2 separate regions of the Rattus norvegicus genome follow, and region 1 is linked to region 2. A link is a contact called in public Hi-C data. All regions are on one chromosome and are shown on one strand. The core of a region is the stretch at or near the end of the contact, and the rest is flanking DNA. Distances in the headings are between cores, read along the strand shown.

Evidence for each region. A called contact is a pair of places that touch in the nucleus more often than the background predicts.
Region 1: a contact with region 2 is called in a Hi-C map of Schwann cells, with 4 times the contacts expected there. The contact joins the enhancer-like site here to the promoter of Sox8 in region 2. A contact is called at or near these places in 7 of 12 Hi-C or Micro-C datasets (Schwann cells, frontal cortex, hepatocytes and 3 more) and 1 of 1 datasets of contacts at active chromatin or transcription factors (oligodendrocytes).

The regions. Positions count from the first base shown.
Region 1 is chr10:15,135,288-15,138,178 of GRCr8, reverse strand. All of the region lies in intron 3 of Lmf1 (lipase maturation factor 1), which reads right to left. Among named protein-coding and RNA genes, the nearest start is that of Lmf1, 34 kb to the right of the region's middle. Within about 2 kb of position 1,273, at least 43 of the 93 cell types and tissues checked have an H3K27ac peak or open chromatin away from gene starts, as enhancers often do. A contact at or near this core is called in Schwann cells, where this site is marked.
Region 2 is chr10:15,093,070-15,095,983 of GRCr8, reverse strand. Sox8 (SRY-box transcription factor 8) reads left to right here and starts at 1,639. Exons shown (of 3, transcript NM_001106989.1): 1 at 1,639-2,409. The coding sequence starts at 1,997. It also overlaps a transcript of Lmf1 not described here.

The DNA of each region.
Region 1 (2,891 bases), core at 24-2,523, 43 kb before region 2:
CTGGGATGGTTTGCATTAGTTTGGGATACGTTTCACATGGCTGTGCTTGATACTCCATGGGGTTTCATGGCTGGTAGTGTCTGTGGATCACATAGCTGGTAATATCCATGTAGAGAAGTATCTGGTAGACTCTAGTAAAGCCACTAGCAGTGACTATTTTTGAGGAAGAACCTTAAAGATTATGTCCCCCAATCCCCTCCTCTACTGCTTCAGAAGTCCAGACAGCAAATCTGGAGCCACAGAGTTCACCAGCAAGCAGAATGCCAGTTTGCGCCACACCCACCAAGCTGCCCACCCCTTGCCGGAACCCCTTTGCTAGCCCTGGGGCAGGGTAGAACTGGCACCGTGACAGATGCCACATACAGTCTCAGAGCTTTTAGGGGACACATTCCCCAGAGCTTAGAGCCTGCCTAATTGCCACCTCGATCTGCAGACATAGGAATGGAATTTTAACACGCACTGCAGTGAGTGACACTGTTCAAAGTGATTGATATACAATGGCAGAACCCAGAGATGCATGCCAGTGCCGAGAGGCAGGGTGACAGGGCTGGGGGTGGGGTGCGTGACAGGGTAGGGCAGGGTGACAAAAGACAAGCTGTCTATAACAGGAAGGAGGGTGTGCGTGAGGGTCCCCCCTAACCCATGGCCTTCAGAGGGTGTGGGACATCCTGTCCTATTTGGATAAACATCGCTGAGCCGGGGCCCAAGGAGCTGTTTCCTACTTAAGTCTCTGCCTTGCCCTAGTTCATGGAAAGGCTGTGACTCACTGGGGTCTTTCTGACAGAAGCCAGGGCTGCCCTAGTGGCTGTAGCCTGTGACAGACACCCAGGAGGGAAGGGCTACTGCACTCCCACCTGCTCGTCGTCTTTGCCTGGATCTGTGGTATCCCAGCAGCTGCACCATGTGCACAAGGAAGGCCATTGTTCTCCTCTTCAGCGTGGCAGGAGATGAGTCCCAAGGAAAAATAAATAACCAGCACATTGCCAGGGCCAAGTGACCCAGTGAGGGTGAGTGGGTGGTTAACTATTCTTGCCCAGTGAGGGTGAGTGGGTGGTTAACTATTCTTGCCCAGGGCACCAAATTCTTATGCAGTGGACAGAGTCGGGATGGCGCCTTCTACAGGAGACAGATGGCTATAACTGAGCAAACGCAATCTGTGCAATTGCCTTCTCCACAGCCCTTCCCTCCCACTGCCTATGCTGTGAGCTGTGTCTTCTCTACTGGGGCAGCTAGAAAGGGTCTTGCCTACTGTCCGGGTCTCTGAGGACAGTGCTGTTCTTGCCTCCTTTGTGCTTCAGGTAACAGGGACACAGCCTCACCAGTGGCATGCCAGGCAGCTGTCAGAAGCTAAGGGTTCCTGAGTGACAGCACTGTGGGGACTGCCTTCCTGTGGTGACAGACAGCTGGTTCTAGAACCTTCTCTTCCACAGTCTGCCCCTTTCAATTCCTGTCACACAGCTGTACGCTGAACCAGTTGTACCTGGGAGTTGTACATCCTGAAGTGAATGGTACCACACAGCCTCTCAACACAGCTTAGAGAAGCTCTCTGTTGGGAGCTGTTTCTTGGGGTGTGGGCATAAAAGGCTTGGCTGGCTCAGCAGTCATGCTCACTGGATACCACAGATGAGATCAGATGCACCAGAGTACACGTGTGAAACTATTCGCAGGGAGGAGCGGCTGCTGGAGAGTGCTTACTGGGAGCACCACACCCACAGACTGAGCATTGCGAGTACACTGGTAACTGCAGCACTCTGGAGGTGGAGGCCGGAGGATAAGGAATTCAAGTCACCCTCAGCTTTGGAGTGAGCTTAGGCTCATTTGGACAACCTAGGGAGAGCATGTCTCAAGAGTAAGAGACCGGTAGAAGAAGAGGGAGAATAAAGGATGACCCCAGGGGAAGCAAGAATAACACTATAGCTATAACACAAATCTTCCCTGGCACATATGGGAATGGCCTAGATGCTGAACAGTGTGGGTAATACCAGGCCAGGCAATTTGATTACATCTCCATGGTGTGTCTGAGGAGACAGAGTGTGCCAGCCTCACCTTCCCACCTGCTCTTCACAGTGATCACTGTGGCTTCCCACACTCAAGGCTAGCCATGCAGCCATCCTACCTTCTTTCCAGCCTGGGTGACAAGAGTACGCACATCAGGAAAGATGTGGTTCCCCCGAACTAAATTTCTCCATTCAGTCACAAATGGTATGAGAAAATGGAAGCAGAGACCATTTAGTTCTCAGCCCAAGGTCACCAGACCCAGGAGCTCCCCCTGGGCATCTCCCTTACACTGCCCGGGAGGCTCAGGTATCTACAGAGACTGGACACAAGCAGGAAAAAGCAGATGTAAGGCAGAGACAATAAGACAGAAGATTCTAGACTCCAGAGACTGCAAGTTGGTGGAGAAGCAGAGGCAGAGAGACCTATCCGGGCCCTATCCCTTGCTTTGCTACACATTACTTCTTCTCACATAGAACCAATGAATGGTGCTGGCTCCTCTGTTCACTGGCATCAAAGAAAGAAGAAAGACACCAGGCATCCACCCAGAGGCTCGGTCTGTGCCTTAGCAGGACAAATGTTGGAATGAAGGGACAAAAGAAGCCAGCAAGAGGAGGCCAGGCAGTTTTATACAGGAGAGCTGCCCTGGTCAGGGAGGCTGTCTGGCCGGGTGGCTCAGGAAAGAGGTGTCCTCAGCCCTAACAGAGGCTTAGAAGCTAAGCTAGAGAGTTTGATGCTTAAAGCAGCCAGGAAAAATGGCAGGTTGAGGTGACAGATAGGGGAAGGGGCCCTCAGAATCACCAACTTGATGCGCATGTGTAGTGGGTGAGAGGCAGGCATTGTCTGGCTGGATGCAAGGCCAGGGACCAATCAAGGGCAGAGTGCAGCCAAGTTAG
Region 2 (2,914 bases), core at 390-2,889:
GGTCAGGGAATCACTACAGCCCAAGTCACAGGAAAATGCAATTTGTAGGTGGAGCCAGGATGAACTTCACCTTCTTTTCTTCCAAGGGCCAAGCAGTCTGGGGGGTCTGAGGACTATATTCACTATGCATGAGACCAGGAAGAAGTTGCACTGAGAACCTGGGATACCCAATGAAAACTCAGGTGTGTGCTTTCTTAGAGACGTGGAGGTCTCTGTTAAGGCCTGCAGGTCTCAGAGCATGGAGCCAAGGAGGCACAGAGGGTTGGAACCTGAGACCTTTAGGGGTCAGGTCCTGAGAGGACCATGATGTGGGCCTGGTCTCCAGCCTCAGCTCTGCCACTTAAGACTTCTTTTGCTGGTATGGATGGTGCTATGACAGTGCACTAGACAGCAGGGCCTTTATGCCTCTAAGACACTGCCTTTCCAAGAGGTGGGACCCTGAGTGGAGGGATCCCCAAGGGAAAGAACTGCTATTGCAAATGTACAGGGGAGGGTCTTGGCAGGTGGTTAAAACAAGGGCAAAGTTCAGCAAGACAGCAGCTAGCTCTCCATCCACTCACCACACACACACACACACACACACACAGAGAGAGAGAGAGAGAGAGAGAGAGAGAGAGAGAGAGAGAGAGAGAGAGAGAGAGAGACTGATACTGAGAGAAGAGAGAGCAAGCAACTAGAATAAGGTCACCATTAAGGCAGTTTCTCTTCCTTAGCTGTCCCCTTAGCAGGAAGCTGGGACTTGGACCTCCTATCAAGAGCTGTAGTTGCCCTAAGGCACTGGACTGGCCTTTTCCAGGTCTGCTGGGAAAGTCTGACTGGAGGCTAGGATCCCAGATCTGGAGATTAGGGCACCACTCATGGCTTGGCTGGAGTTGGGGATTATTAGAGACCACAGTTTTCCCCTGCAGCCGCCTCCACTGGCTTGGGAAACAGGTGGCCTCGTTTAGGGTTACCGGGCTCTCTCGAGCCACATCTCGATGCTACTCAGACAAGCTTAGGGTGGCAGGTACATCGTTTCCATTGAGTTTGGCGAGAGACTCCTAGCTGCACTTGGAGACCTCCGGGCTGGGAGCCAGTTCGCGGGGGCGACCTTGGGCGCGGCTCGGAGTCCCGGCTTGGCGTTGGCCTCGGGAGAAACGTCCCCTCTCCGACCCTGAGCACTCTCCGCCTTCTTTCTAGGCGCTGAGGAGATGCGGCCCAGCGTGGCTTCCGCCTCCGCCAGACCACCCAGGCCCGCCCGCCAGGACCTCCGCGCCCCCGCAACAGGTCATACCCGGAAGGACCCGGGCCCCCGCGTCCGGCCCCGCCATCCGCTTGACCGCCCCAGGGACTCAGCAGCGGCTGCCAGAGCAGCCCCGCCCAGCGCCCCCGCCCTCCCACCTCTGTCTAGCCCCGGGGTCCTCCAGCTCACCTAGGTGCGCGAGTTACCAGGGTCACCTGGGTGGCTCTTGTCATTGCGCCACCCTGCGGGCAGAGCCCAGATTTGGTTGCAATAGCGGTTTCGAGCCCCACAATGGAGGGAGAGATGTTGGGCTCAGGAACCTTGCGGATTAGCATCCTCGCCTGCCGCCCGAAAGTCAAGCCACGCTGCAGAGATGCACGCACTGGGCAGTCAGTCACCCTTAGCCCTCTGACCTTGCCTCAGTTGAGGAATCAGGCTGCGGGGCGCCTGGCCCACGTGGTGCGGAGGGTGGGGCGGGGTCCGCAGTCTTCTTTGGATTAGGGGCGGGGCAAACAAACTCCGCCTCGGGGAGGACGCGCCTGCCAACCCGGACCCGGAGGGGCGGGGTTTCGGCCGCGTTTTAAAGAAACTTGTTGCGGGTCCCAGAACTGAGACTGAGCTGCAGCGGCAGAGGAGCGGTTGCTGGGCTCCTGCGGTGAGGACAAAGATTGGGCCCTGCGTGGCAACCTTGGATTCCAGAGTGTCCGTCCACAGAGTGACCGGGCGCGACCCCTGCGTCCATCCCCACTGAGCGCTTCTCCGCGCGTGGCCCCGATGCTGGACATGAGTGAGGCCCGCGCCCAGCCGCCCTGCAGCCCGTCTGGCACTGCTAGCTCCATGTCACACGTGGAGGATTCAGACTCCGACGCGCCACCGTCGCCCGCGGGATCAGAGGGCTTGGGCCGCGCGGGGGGCGGCGGCCGAGGGGATACCGCTGAGGCAGCAGACGAACGCTTCCCAGCCTGCATCCGTGATGCCGTGTCGCAGGTGCTTAAGGGCTATGACTGGAGTCTGGTGCCTATGCCGGTGCGCGGCGGCGGTGGCGGCACACTCAAGGCCAAGCCACACGTGAAGCGGCCCATGAATGCCTTCATGGTGTGGGCACAGGCGGCGCGCCGCAAGCTGGCGGACCAGTACCCGCATCTCCATAACGCAGAGCTCAGCAAGACCCTGGGCAAGCTGTGGCGGTGAGTGTGGGGACTCTTGACACTCTGGCTGAGGGAAAGAGTGTAGGGGCTGAAAGAGGTGGCGTCGTGCCCAAGTTTGTGCTGTGCTCCTGGGCTGGTTCCAGGGTGGGTCTGGTGGAAAAACACCTTCTAGTCAACAGAGACCACGTGTGGGACTTTGGAGATGGAGTGAGGCCAGTGCCTGGAGTATGACCCTCCAGTCCTTTCTCCTCTCCTGGGATATCCTGCTGCAAACCGCAGAACTGGGGATCCCAGCTTTGACTGGCCCACCACGGTCTGTAGGCATATGGGCAGGCATCAAGATGCTTTGTCCTGGGCAGAAGCTGGGACTCCCAGATCCGTGAGGAGACCTAGTCCATTGGCAGGTACTGTTCCCAGGCCACAGCAACCTGGAATTAAGGAAGGAAAGAGCAGGTGAAAGTGACAGAGGGCACTCAGTGGGCACTCTGGCCCAAGAAAGGCAGGCAATATTGAAGACAGCAGCACACTCCAACCTCCCAAGCTG